Regions from separate parts of the Mus musculus genome. Here all the other regions are linked to region 4. A link is a contact called in public promoter capture Hi-C data. All regions are on one chromosome and are shown on one strand. The core of a region is the stretch at or near the end of the contact, and the rest is flanking DNA. Distances in the headings are between cores, read along the strand shown. Region 1 holds the start of Mrpl4 (mitochondrial ribosomal protein L4). Region 2 holds the start of Zfp653 (zinc finger protein 653). Region 3 holds the start of Dnmt1 (DNA methyltransferase (cytosine-5) 1). Region 4 holds the start of AB124611 (cDNA sequence AB124611).

Region 1 (3,528 bases), core at 326-2,825, 520 kb after region 4:
AACTCAGGACCTCTGGAAAGCAGTTAGTGAGCCATCTCTCCAGTACTTAGTATTTTTATTTTTATTTTATTTTATTTTTTTTAAAGATTTATTTATTTATTATATGTAAGTACACTGTAGCTGTCTTCAGACACTCCAGAAGAGGGCATCAGATCTCATTACGGGTGGTTGTGAGCCACCATGTGGTTGCTGGGATTTGAACTTCGGACCTTCGGAAGAGCAGTCGGGTGCTCTTACCCACTGAGCCATCTCACCAGCCCAGTATTTTTATTTTTACTTATGGTGTCATGTAGCCCAGACTGGTCTGGAACTCACTATGCAACCTTGACCATTAATTTCTTGATTCTCTTATTTCCACCTCTACAGTGCTGGTGGGGTTAGAGGTGTGGGTTACCAGGACATGTGTATGCTATAGAAGGGAACCCAGGACAAGGTGCATGCAGGCAAGCCCTCTAACAGTGCACACCTCCAGCCCTAATAAAAAACACTTCTAGAGAATTTTCTCTGTTGTGGATTAATCTACCTAGTCGTCACACAACTTCTTTTGTTGTTGTTGTTGTTGTTGTTTTTGTTTTTGTTTTTTGAGACAGGGTTTCTCTGTGTAGCCCTGGCTGTCCTGGAACTCACTTTGTAGACCAGGCTGGCCTCGAACTCAGAAATCTGCCTGCCTCTATCTCCCAAGTGCTGGGATTAAAGGCATGAGCCACCACCACCCGGCTGTCACCTAACTTCTTGAGGTCTGACAAAACGGAGACCCAAGCACAAGAGAGCAAGGCAGGATGTAATAGGTCAGGGTGACAGCAGGGTTGAGTCATTCGCCTTCCAGCCCTGTAGCAGCGAAACTGATCACCCCTTTTGTCAAGTGGAGAAACCACGGCAAGTTCCTCCCATTGCACCCTGCACTCACCGAGGCGCCGTTGCAAACACGTCGGGGTGCAGCTCCGCCAGGCCGATGCGCTCCTGCTCAAAGCCTCGGAGAGACTCGACCCAGGCTTGCACCGGACGCCGGTGCACTGGGATCCGGAGCTCACACTTGCGCAAAACAGGATCTAGGAGACCTGGCGGGGGGTGACAAATGAGCGGTCAAGGGTCAGGATCAAAGCTCAGTACCTTCTGTGCTATCTCCCCCCACTCTGTGTGTCAAGGTCCCGGTCGTCTCACCAGCGCTATCTCGCGGCTCTGAAATCTCGGCCGGCCGCTCCGCGCCTTCCGCTAGAGAGTGGATGACCTGGAAAATGACAGGCGGGAGTTAGAGGTGCTCTCGGAGGTTCTCAACCTTTGACCTCCGGCCTTGACCTCAGCTCAGTGCCCTACCCGGGAGCCAGAGAGTCGAAGCGAGGCCCGGGAAGCGGCCTGGAACAACCGCAGCATCTCGGAGGACCTCTCGCAGCGCCGAGGTCGCTGCGGTACGGACGCTCGCGGCGGTGGCTGATGACGTCGTATGTGCGCCGGGTACGTCACGAAGGCGATTCCGCCGCCATCAGCGCCAGGTCCCGAAGCCTGAGGCTGTGGATCAGCTCCACTTGACAGCCGGAAGCCCCGACACCGGAGAGCCAGAGCCGGGTGCCGGGAAGCAAACCCCAGAGACGCGGTTCTCTTTTAACCAATGAACCTCAAGTATTGATGGAGGGTCCGCCCATACCTGGGCGGTACCTGGCTAATAAGCGTTTATCTTTTTTATTGAACGTGGATGAGCCTCCTGCTACACTGCGTATTTTGCCTACATTTTTTTCCTGTGTCTTTCTCTCCCTTTACCATTATTGATATGAATTGACTTTTGTCTTTTAGAGTAAGGGTCTCACTCCTGACTCACCCTATGCAGCGCAGGGCGACCTCGAACTCAGAGAGATCCACATGATTCTGATTCCTGAGTACTGAGACTAAAGATGTGTGCTGGGCTGGGCCGTGGTGTTGCATGATTTTAATTCTAGCACTCAGAAGCAACACTGCAATTCGAGGCCAGCCTGGTCTATATAGTACATAGTGACTTCAGAGTGAGACCCTGTCTGGAAATTAAGAAAAAAATTTTAAAGGTGTGTGCCATGTCCATGTCATGTGGCTATTTTTCGCTTTTTCAATATATATGTATTTTAATTTTTTACTTTTAAGAAATATTTTATTTATTTTATACATATAAGTGCTCTGTTTGCATGCCTGAAGAGAGCATCAGATCCCATTATAGGTGGCTATGAGCCACCATGTGGTTGCTGGGAATCGAACTCGGGAAGAGCAGACAGTGCTCTTAACCACAGAGCTATCTCTCCAGCTCCTATTTTAGTTTTCTTAATTTATTTTTGTGTTTGAGTGTGGAAGTAAGAAGACAACTCAAGGGAGTTGCGATTTCCTTTCACTCTGTGGATAGAACTCAGGCCATCCAGTTTGGTGGCAAGCCACCTAACCAGCTGAGCCATCTCAAACGCCATCCTATTCTTTTGTAAACAAGGCTTCTCTGTGTAGCCAAGGATGACCTTGAGTTCAGAGTCTCCCTGTCTGGCTTCCGGAGGTCTGGATTGCTGGTTGTCTGCACCGCTATGCTTACATGACCAGGTGAATCTAATTTTATCTGATCTTCCCTCCCCCTCTCTTTGGTGTGTGAAGGGGTCTGATTTGGCTGGCCTTGAACTCTGTGTAGTCAAGAGTAACCTTGAATTTCTGATTCTTTTTTTTTTTTTTTTTTTTTGAGACAGGGTTTCTCTGTGTAGCCCTGGCTGTCCTGGAACTCACTCTGTAGACCAGGCTGGCTTCGAACTCAGAAATCCGCCTGCCTCTGCCTCCCGAGTGCTGGGATTAAAGGCATGCGCCACCATGCCCGGCTGAATTTCTGATTCTTCTGCCCCCCACCTCAAGAGTCCTGAGATTATATGTATGTGCCACCATGCTGGTTTATTTAGTGCTAAAGATCAAGATGTTTGTGCAGTTTAGGTGCCCTAGCAGCTGAGCCATCTCTCCAGCCCCTATGGGGTTTATTTATTTGTTGAGAGAGAACTCCAGTATGTAATCTTGAAATCCTCCAGCCTCCTCTTTCCAGATGTGTTTGATTCTTTAAATGAAAGTCCTGCCAGAAAGCTTTCAGTATTTCTTAGATTCTCCAGGGCTGGCTATATCCCTCTGAAATCCCTCCTATCAGCCCTGTGTCCCTCCACTCACATCTAATCCAGGATCCTGCCCCCTGTCCTTCTAGGACTCTCCCAGGGCAGAGGGGAAAAAAAAATTACCTCATGAACAGATCCAGATCACCTCACTAAGAACCTCTCCAAAGATAATTGAAAGAGTTTATGGTTTGTCTCTGTTCCACACTTGACCTTCAGGGGGTGCTGAGAGCTTACACCTGGCTCACTGCCATCCACTATGAGGGCTGGACAGAGCTTGGACTCTGGTCTCTGAGCCAACCTCCTTTTCATCACCTGGATAATGGGAAAATTGTGATTCTTTTGTAAATGAGGAGTACAAAGGGTGGAATTCCTGGCTTGAGATGAAAATTCAGTAACCAGCATTATGGATTCTAATACTGAAGGAGCCTTGTGATCA
Region 2 (3,465 bases), core at 99-2,598, 550 kb before region 4:
TAGTCTCTTGATAGTATCTGAGCAGCGGGTGGCATGGCCAAGGGAAATGTAGAACATTTATGTGGCACAGGGAGCTGGCTGTGAACTCATGGAGGTGCTCAGAGTACGTCACAGTGGTGAGACACAAACTCTTCTCCTAACAGTGACAGAAGGCCCTGTCTTCGCCATGTGCATGGCTGGTGCCCATGATCAGGCAACATTGATCAAGTGGATCCAAGGCTTGCAGGAGACCAACCCAACCCTGGCACAGATCCCAGTGGTATTCCGCCTGGCCAGGTCCACGGGGGAGCTCCTGACAACTTCAAGGCTGGAGGGACAGTCCCCTCCCCACAGTCCTCCCAAGGGGCCTGAGGAAGATGATGAGACCATTCAGGCAGAGCAGCAGCAGGGGCAAAGTTGAGTCAGATAGAGCTGGCATGAGGAGAAAAGACTGGGCTGGTATGAAATAATATGGAGAAAATAAAAAAATCAAAACCTCTTCCCTGGCCCTGTGGCTTCCCTTCGTATGTTCTGCATGGGCTCTTTTGGGTTTACCACCTTGGGACCCTTTTTTAAACTTGTCTTTTCAAAAATTCCATTTATAGATGGGCGTGGTGGCACACGCCTTTAATCCCAGCACTCGGGAGGCAGGCAGACAGATTTCTGAGTTCGAGGCCAGCCTGGTCTACAGAGTGAGTTCCAGGACAGCCAGGGCTACACAGAGAAACCTTGTCTCGAAAAACCAAAAAAAAAAAAAAAAATCCATTTATATATTTATGGTATGGGAGGGATGTGTGGAGGTCAGAAGACCATTTGCTGGAGTCTGTTCCGATATATGACCCTGTGAATCTCGGAAATGTAACTCAGATTGTCAAGTATGCCAGCCATCACCTTACCTGCAGAGCCGACTTGTTGGCCTTTAAAAACATCTTTTAAATGTATTTACCTTTATTTTATGTGCATTGGTGTTCTGCATGTATATATGTTTATGTGAGAATGGTAGATCTTGGAATTACAGACAGTTCTAGCTGCCATGTAGGTGCTGAATTTGAGCGCAGGTCCTCTGGAAAAGCAGTGAGTGCCCTTAACCAGTGAGCCATTTCTCCAGCCCTTTTGAAAAAATCTTTAATCACATTGCCGAAGAATTCAATAGAGAGGCAAGGATTACCTGAGTTTCAGTACCCAGTGCCTCTACCTCCCAAATAACTGACTTGTCAACAGAACGCACTTCCATGGCCTGGGCCGGACGGACTACGCGCATGCGCAGCTATGGCTAGTTGTCCCCGTTTGGCGCCGCGGGCAGAGAAGACCCTGTGAGAAATCTCCCGGCGGCGCAGACTAGGCGCGCCACTTCCGGTCGAGGCTCCTAACAACGGGGGAGGCCGGTAACCAGGGAGGGGGGGATGGCGGAGCGGGCTCCAGAGCCCGGGGCGGAGGCGGAGGCGGGCGCAGGCGGGGAGGCGGCGGCAGAGGAAGGCGCGGCAGGCAGAAAGGCGCGGGGCCGGCCGCGGCTCACCGAGTCGGACCGGGCCCGGAGGCGGCTCGAGTCCCGGAAGAAGTACGACGTGCGGCGCGTGTACCTGGGCGAGGCGCACGGCCCCTGGGTGGACCTGAGACGCCGCAGCGGCTGGAGCGACGCCAAACTTGCCGCCTACCTCATTTCGCTGGAGCGTGGCCAGCGTAGCGGTCGCCACGGGTAAGGGGGCGCGGGGCCGGGAGAGGGAGGGAGGGAGAGAAGAAGCCGGGGGAGGGACGAAAAGGGCAGCGGCCCCGCCCCCGGAGCGTGAAGCCCCACCCCCGGGCCGCCTGGCGGCCCTCGGTCTCGGGCTTAGGCAACCCAGACCCCTCACGCGCCTCCTCGCGGCTCCGCCTCCGACCCATTGACTACCCAATGCAAGCCTGTGCCCCACCCCTCTGCCCGCCTTCGGAAGCTCCGACTGGCCCGTCTGAAGAGTCGACCCGCCTCCACTGGCCTGGCCTGGGGCTGGCTCTCAGGTGTAAACCTCCAAAGGTGCTGGGCACTCTGATTTTCTGCGTATGAGTGCCTTGCCTTCGTGGATATATGTGTACCACGTGCATGAACTACCTGCAGAGGTCAGAAAAGGGTGTCGGATCCCCAGAAACCACCATTGTGAACCACCATGTAGGTTGTGGGAACCAAACCCGGATCCTCAACAAGAAAGCAGCCTTAACCCAGCCACCTGTTTCAACAACCTTGTCAGGGTTACTTGTGTGCATCCTGAGTGCTGGGACTAAAGGCATGTGCCAGGCTTGGTGTGAGGGCACTTTTATTCTTGTGTATGTGTGCGTGTGTGGTGTATGTAGGCCCACATAAGGAGGTGGGAAGACAGCTTTGCAGAGCTAGTCCTCTTCTACCACGTGCCCTCTAGGGATCAGACTAAGACCATGAATGGTTCACCACGCTGTAGTTGTCAGACCTATTGGTAAACTGTCATGTGCAGCTTGCCACACTGAGAAGCAGGCTCTGAAAGTGTAGATGGCCTCTCCTGTTTGAGACTCAAGCATGTCTCTCTCAGTGTCCTCCAGGAAGAGACAAGGACAGCAGAAGTGCCCAAGAGTAAAAACCCCATGCCCTTAAGAACAGCTAGAAGGTGGAGCATTTCCAATAGAGGTTACTCCTGCTGTCTCACAGTGCAGGTGTCCACAGTGGGAAGACAAGCTGGATGCTAAGCCATGGAGGGAAAGCTCACCCTGGGACTCCAGCTGTTGCCCCAGCTTCCCCAGCCAGTAGCTGCATGGTGTGAACACTGGATTGGATATTATCTGTCTGGTTTGCACAGACAGTTCCAGCCAGCCAGGGCTGCATAACGATACTCTATCTCAAATAAAATACAAAATGAAAATAGAGAGCATAGAAAGGGTTTGGCCCATAGTAAGGGTTCAGGTGTAGCGTGTTCTGCTCTTGTCTGCACTCATCTGTATGAATGATTCTTTAAGAGTTGATTCTAGGCCCTGAAGAGGTTGGATCAGTAGTTAAGAGCATTTGTTGCTCTTTCAGAGGGCCTGGGTTTGGTTCCAGTCACCAGCATTGTGGTTCACAACCATCTGTAACTCCAGTTCCAAGGGATTCCATGCCCTCTTCTGACCTCCAAGGGCATCAGGCAGGTGCAGAGACATGAATGCAAGTAAAAACTTATGCACATGAAATAGTAAAATCATTTTTAAGAAGTTATCCAGGCATAGTGGCACATGCCTGTAATTCCAGCATTTTGGAGGCAGATGCAACTAGAGCTTTTTGAGTTTGAGCCCAGCTGGGTCTATATGTTGAGTTCCAGGATAGCCAGGGCTACACAGAGAGACAGAGGTCTCAAAACAAAAACAAAAAACAAAAATACATTGATTCTTAGGGGCAATAACCAGCTAGGAGCAAGGGGTATAACTCAGTGGTGGAGTGTCTCATGTGTGAGAAGCTCTGGGCGCACGCTCTCACACACACACACACACACACACACACACACAACCCTA
Region 3 (3,413 bases), core at 327-2,826, 570 kb after region 4:
CCATTACAGATGGTTGTGAGCCACCATGTGGTTGCTGGGAATTGAACTCAGGACCTCTGGAAGAGCAGTCAGTGCTCTTAACTACTGAGCCATCTCTCCATCCCCAGTGCCTCAGGATTTTTAAAGTTAGGTTTGTTGGGAAAAGTTCTTTAACAATTTCACATTTGTGTACATGTGCGTGGGTATGTGATGTCAACTTACACACATGGTCAGAGGGAGACTACTTCTGGCTCAGTTCTCTCAGCTGTCTTTCTGGTCCTCGGTCATTCTTTTATTCATCTGGTGCTAGGGATGACTCCCAAGGCTTCTGCTGTGAGGTTAATATTCTGCTGTTGAACTGTATATTCTAAATCCTTCCATACCATGTGGAAGGTAAATAGAAAATATCATTTCTCTGCGATCTGCTTTTTTTTTTTTTATTAAACCCAGATGGCAGAAGTGGTTCCTGGCCTTACCACTATACTACTTCATTGGTATATTGGTCCAGTTCACTTCTGAATTATCTTTTTAAGGAGGTGATTTCAGCTCTGATAGATGAAGCCACTGAGGAAGAGTCCAGATGGTGTGCTCATGGTCGTTTTAGAGGACAAGGGGGTGAAGATGGGGTTAGACGGGAGGCCTTTTGTTTAAGGGTTCATGTATTTCTTACCAAAATGGTAACAAAAGATGAGCAGAAGGGGAGGGGGATAGAGTTATGCCTATAGTTTCTCCTTCTGAAGATGTAAGTTCCAGAAATATGGATCATGGACATATAGTTAGACACTACAGAACCACACATTTCATCTTCCAGTGAAGATGGTAGTTACAGTGGGGCATACCCATAAATCCATCACTCAAGACCAGAGAGAGGCAGGAGGTCTGAACTTTAAGATCAACCATATTATCTATTGTATAGATAGTAAAGTCAAGCCTATCTTGGGTTAAAAAATTGTTGGTGCATTTAAGAGCAGTGTCCACAGCGGCCTTCCCCTGGAAGTGGAGTTACAGGGCTTCGAGTGGCTGGATGTGGGTGGGTGCTCTCCAGGGAGGAAGCTAGCCACTGCGCAGACAAGCCCACTTTTGTTTGTTTTGTTTTGAGACTGGCTTTCTCTGTGTGGCTCTGGCTGTCCTAGAACTCCACTGTATAGACTTGGCTGACCTCAAACTGAGATCTGCCTGCCTCTGCCTCCTTAGTGTAAGGGACTGCAGGCATGCGCCACCACCGCCTACCTTTTTCCTTTTTCAAGAAGATTTTGTTTTTAGACCAGGCTCAATACACAGAGATCCTCTGGCTTTTGCATTCTGAGTGCTGGAATCAAATGCATGCATGCCACAGCCTCTGCCAGACTCAAAAGATTTTTTTTTTTTTAAAGTTGTGTTTGTGCATGTGAGTGCAATGCCCATAGAGGCCAGAAGAGGCTGTAGGACCCCCTGGAAGTGGAATTACAGGGGCTTGGAGCGGCTGGATGCGGGTGCTGGCAAGCAAACCAGAGTCATCCTCTGCAAGAGCAGCACTACCTGCTCTCAAGTGCCGAGCCACCTCTTCAGGCAAGGGGGAGGTGGGTGGCGCCAGTCGCAGCACGGACGAGCCCACTATAGCCAGGAGGTGTGGGTGCCTCCGTTGCGCGCATGCGCACTCCCTTCGGGCATAGCATGGTCTTCCCCCACTCTCTTGCCCTGTGTGGTACATGCTGCTTCCGCTTGCGCCGCCCCCTCCCAATTGGTTTCCGCGCGCGCGAAAAAGCCGGGGTCTCGTTCAGAGCTGTTCTGTCGTCTGCAACCTGCAAGATGCCAGCGCGAACAGCTCCAGCCCGAGTGCCTGCGCTTGCCTCCCCGGCAGGCTCGCTCCCGGACCATGTCCGCAGGCGGTAGGTGCCACGCAGGGTGGGGGTGAGGGGCGGGACCGATGCCGAGGCATATATTGGGGGTATCTCCGGGTGGCCCTGCGGCCGCTGACAGCCAGGGCGCGCATGCGCGGGGCAGCGTTTGGCGCGGGCTGTGCTTCCTGTCGCGCGTGCCCTTAGCTGTTGGCGCCAAAATGGGTGGGGGCCGGGGTGCTGGCAAGCCCATTGACTGGGAGCTTGAGGGAGCAAGGGGATCAGCCCTCTGAAATAGAACAAGCTTGGGGACACCCTCAGGGGTTCCCCTCTTTGGTCAGCCAGGCTCCTGGGTGTGCAGGAAGTGCCCCTCTCCCGGCCTGTGGACACCCTGAAGCCCCCACTCCGCTCCAGCCTCCACTTCCGGTGCCCTGCAGATCCCGCCGCGCCCACCCGAGGGTCCCTCCGCCGGTTCCCCTGGCCCTGGTTCAGAAGGGCCCTCCTTCCCAGCCCCGCTGTCAAGTCCTAGGACCTTTTCTCTCTCATCCTGCCGGGCCGGGCCTGGGCAGCTTGAAGCCCTCGTGGGATTTTGTTTTGTTTTCATCCTAACGTAAAGGAGCTCCTGCGATCCTGGAGCTATCAAAGAGACTCTGCCTGGAAAGAGCTGGTGCTGCAGAATGGGCCCTCCACTTTGGCAGTGACATAACTCTGTCCCGAGATCCCAGAGCAATCGAGGAAACCTTTAACTCCATTCAAAGTGTTTATCAGGGGGAAGGAAAGATGAATGGTAGTGAGATGTCTCGGCCCCCGCCCTATTATTTTAGCCCCTGTAAACCAGTTCTTTCGGTCCTGGCGCCATCGAGGAAGCTTTTTACATTGTCCAGTGTTTATTTCGAGGAGTGAGGGATGGCAGGTAAAGTCCCCCATTTCAGTGCATATGAATCCCCCCTCTCCCCCCCCCCTCCCCAAGCAATCAAGGAAGACCTGGGTAATGGGCCCTCCACTAGTACCTTCCACGCCTCCATGAGGACGGCTGTGTGCAAGGATTGGCGGGAACACTGGATCCCGCTTCCTGTTCCAGAAGGGCATCGTCAATCCGTTCATTCCTGAAAGCTTGTCCCGCGCGTCATTGAGCATTAGTCATAGGTGCCCTGCTAGTGCTGGACACATCCCAACCCGATTCTGAGTCTGCTTTTGCTATCCCGGGGGTTAGTTTACTGGGGTGATGCCAGGCCGATTCCCATTTGAGCTTTGGGGGATAAAGTGGGAGAAGCGGCTGAATTCCCCTTGTCAAACACCCCTGCCCCCAGCTCGCCCCCAGGGTTGGACCTGAAGCTCTGTACTGAGCTACACCTTCAGCCCTTTCACTTGTATTGGAGACTGGCCTGGGATTCTCTCTCTCTCTCTCTGCCTGTGTCTTCTCAGTGCTGGGATTACTGACATGTGCCATCATGATGGTTTGGGTTCGTTTTTTGAATGCTTGTTTTTTGATTGTATAGGCATAAAAATCTGAAGCCTTTGTGAGACACCTCAACAGATTTCTTTTTACTACCAAAAAATACATACATAATTAAAGTATTTGGTTTTTTAAAGTTAGACAGTCTGTAACCTGCCTTT
Region 4 (3,074 bases), core at 177-2,676:
AGCCTCTGGTGGGACCAGTCCATTGCCTAGCTGTCACAGTTTTCTGACCAGAAAGTCAGAGGCAACCCATTTTGTCTTTTTAAAAATGTATTTTATGGGCTGGTGAGATGGCTCAGTGGGTAAGAGCACCCGACTGCTCTTCCGAAGGTCCAGAGTTCAAATCCCAGCAACCACATGGTGGCTCACAACCATCTGTAACAAGATCTGACTCCCTCTTCTGGTGTGTCTGAGGACAGCTACAGTGTACTTACATATAATAATAAATAAATCTTTAAAAAAAAAAATGTATTTTATATGTAGGAGTGACTTGCCTGCATGTATATCTAGGTATTATGTGGTCTCTGTGGAGGCCAAAAAAGATGTTAAATCCCTTTGGACCCAAGTTACAGAACATTGTGATCTGCCTTGTGGGTGGCTGGGAATTGGACCCAGGTTTTTGGAAAAGCAGCCAGTGCTCTTAAGGGCTGTGGCAGCTCTCCAGCCCCCTGTTCTGTCTTTTTTAAATTAAATTTATAGCCCGGCAGTGGTGGCACATGCCTTTGATCCCAGCACTTGGGAGGCAGAGGCAGGCAGATTTCTGAGTTCGAGGCCAGCCTGGTCTACAGAGTGAGTTCCAGGACAGACAGGGCTATACAGAGAAACCCTGTCTCGAAAAAAATTTAAATTTATTAATTCATGTTATGTAGGTGTGTGGATATTTGTGCTGAGGTATGTGTGTGAAAATCAGAGGACAACTTACAAGAATTAGTTTTCTCCTCCCACCATGTGAATGCTAGGGAAAAACTCAGGTGATTAGGCTTGACAGCAAGTGCCACCAGCCCGCGTTAAAGAAACACACACACACACACACACAGAGATAGAGAGAGAGAGAGAGAGAGAGAGAGAGAGAGCGCCAGCCATATCCATCCCAGGGAGGCACTCTACCCTTGAGTTTTGTCCCAGCCCCTGAGCAGGGGACCTGCAGATGACACTCCACAGAGCTTTCGAGCTAACCTCTCCTGATTCCACAACTGCCCAAGTCCTGGACTCTGAGTACAGCAAGCCTGGAGCCCAAGGGGGCGGAGGCACTGCTGGCGGGAAGGTGTGGGAAGGTGTTTCTACAGAACTTGTCTCCGCAGGGCACAAGAACGCTGGAATGAGAAGGCTGTGGTCAGGCAGTTTCCCAGGCTCCAGGGTGACCCCGGGGATGGGGTGGGGGCATCAGTGTCATCTAATCACGGAAGGGGCAGCCCCACTCTGCTTTCTGCCTGACAGGGCAGCTGGGTCCTTCCCCCAAGGGCAAGTTTCAGACTCACCAGATGCAAACAGCAGGATGGTCCAGGGCATCTCTCCTCCCATGTAGGGCTGGGAAAGCTGGCCAAGGCCACGGGGATCTGGGGCTCCCTGCCAGCCCGAGACCACAGCGGAGAAAGGAGAAGCGAGTGTTGGTTTGTACAGTTTCCTGGGTGGCAGGAAGTTGCACACAAGCTTGGGCACCAAAAGAGACTCCTGTCCCCACCCATTCCCCAAACACACAGCCAGCCACCCCACAAGTGCCCAGTGGCCCTATTGGCTACAGTTTTGTACACTGCAGCCGGGGAAATGTTTGCTTCCTCCCTTCAACCCCGAGAATCTTGGTAGTGCCAGTGTGCTACGAGGGAAGCCTCTACCCAAGACACACCAACAAAGGCAAAACCAAATGACCTGGTGGCATCTGGGGATCAAGACTCAACCAGAGTGTCCTCAGGCAAGGTCTGAGTACGGTGGTATCTCAGCTGCTCTATTGCTGGGATGAGAGTAGTGGATATTAATTAAATCAGGGAATCCTGAGAGCAAATGCAACAGTGTAGCCAAAGGGCCTGGCTCCTAGCCTAAGAATGGTCTCCTAGAATTCCCCAGCTAGGAGCTGGGGGGCGGCTCTGTGGGAGAGTGCTAGTCTAGCTTTAAGTAGCTACATGCCTAGAGGTTTGCAGCTTTGGATAAAGGCTGCAAGGTTTCCTCAGGTAGTTGAAGACACACCAGGTGAAGGAGACAAGAAGCTTGGCTGGGCAAATTCTGATACAATTCACACACTTTAGTTAATGGTACATTTTATTTAGTTCCCCATTCAATCATCAAATGTGTCTAAGGGTCTACTGTGTTTTAAATGAGACTGTCTCCAGAGGCTGTGGCATTAGAACAGGACAGTTGGTGTCATTGTTTGTGAGGTTCCAGAGGCATGGCCTTGCTGGAGGAAGTACACTACTGGTCACAAGCTCTGAGAGTTCAGACCGCGGTTCTTCCCAGTTTATTTCCTGTCTGTGGTTCAAGAGAGCTTGCTCTCTGCTGCCGTTCTAGCCGGAGCTGCTTCCACTCCATCATCATGGAGTCTTCCTCTGGAACCATAAGCAGGAATAAGCCCTTCCTTCTATAAGTTGTCTTTATCAGAGCAACAGAAAGTAACTGACACACTTACCGAGGAAAAGTGGCTAGAGAGGTGGCACAGTGGTTAGGGACACTGGCTGTTCCTCCTAAGAACCTAGGTTTGATTCCCAGCACTCACATGGCAGCTTATAACCAGCAGTAACCCTGGTTCCAGGGATCCAGTGCCCTCTTCTGAGTTCTTGGGTTCTACACACAAGTTGTACACGCAGGCAAACCAGCCATAAACAAATAAACCTCGAAAAGACGTACATCTCTGCTAGAGCTACAACGATGGCGGCTCAGACATTAAAGGCTAGGCTCACAACCAAAACAAACGTATAAGGAGCACATCTTAGACTCCATTCAAGGTCAGCCTGAGCTACATAGTCACACACACACACACACACACACATACACACACACACACACCTTTTAAATTTTTTCTCTGATACAGAATTTCTCTGTGTATCTCTGGTTGTCCAGCTGAGACTGTCTCAAAAACAAGACAAAACAAAAGGAAACAACCAAACAACCAGTTGCCATGCCTTTAATCCCAGCATTCCAGATCAGGCAGGCAGATCCCTGTTTGATGCCTAGTCTATACTGTGAGTTCAAGGACAGCCAGAGTCACATAGTGAGACCCTGTTTTGGAAAAAAAAGAAGAAAAAGGCAGAAAAACCAAAGACAAACAG

The links. Promoter capture Hi-C pulls out the DNA fragments that hold promoters and counts their contacts. Capture Hi-C pulls out chosen DNA fragments and counts their contacts.
Region 1: a promoter capture Hi-C map of adipose tissue shows a contact between it and region 4. The contact joins the promoter of Mrpl4 here to the promoter of AB124611 in region 4. A contact is called at or near these places in 1 of 115 datasets of contacts at active chromatin or transcription factors (memory CD8 T cells) and 2 of 9 other capture datasets (adipose tissue and liver).
Region 2: a contact with region 4 is called in a promoter capture Hi-C map of liver, with 2.5 times the contacts expected there. The contact joins the promoter of Zfp653 here to the promoter of AB124611 in region 4. A contact is called at or near these places in 3 of 39 promoter capture datasets (liver and neural stem cells).
Region 3: a contact with region 4 is called in a promoter capture Hi-C map of liver, with 3 times the contacts expected there. The contact joins the promoter of Dnmt1 here to the promoter of AB124611 in region 4. A contact is called at or near these places in 4 of 39 promoter capture datasets (the C10 cell line, liver, maxillary cranial neural crest and 1 more) and 1 of 115 datasets of contacts at active chromatin or transcription factors (memory CD8 T cells).

The regions. Positions count from the first base shown.
Region 1 is chr9:21,000,784-21,004,311 of GRCm38.p6, reverse strand. It overlaps Mrpl4 (mitochondrial ribosomal protein L4), which reads right to left and starts at 1,575. Exons shown (of 9, transcript NM_023167.2): 1 at 1,315-1,575; 2 at 1,162-1,228; 3 at 908-1,058. The coding sequence starts at 1,371.
Region 2 is chr9:22,069,259-22,072,723 of GRCm38.p6, reverse strand. Zfp653 (zinc finger protein 653) reads left to right here and starts at 1,348. Exons shown (of 9, transcript NM_177318.3): 1 at 1,348-1,675. The coding sequence starts at 1,383. Ecsit (ECSIT signalling integrator) reads left to right here. Exons shown (of 9, transcript NM_001253897.1): 9 at 144-478. The coding sequence ends at 400. Gm16845 (predicted gene, 16845) reads right to left here and starts at 1,722. Exons shown (of 3, transcript NR_040407.1): 1 at 1,560-1,722.
Region 3 is chr9:20,951,142-20,954,554 of GRCm38.p6, reverse strand. Dnmt1 (DNA methyltransferase (cytosine-5) 1) reads left to right here and starts at 1,576. Exons shown (of 39, transcript NM_001199431.1): 1 at 1,576-1,847. The coding sequence starts at 1,768.
Region 4 is chr9:21,524,529-21,527,602 of GRCm38.p6, reverse strand. It overlaps AB124611 (cDNA sequence AB124611), which reads right to left and starts at 1,426. Exons shown (of 7, transcript NM_001198794.1): 1 at 1,296-1,426. The coding sequence starts at 1,338.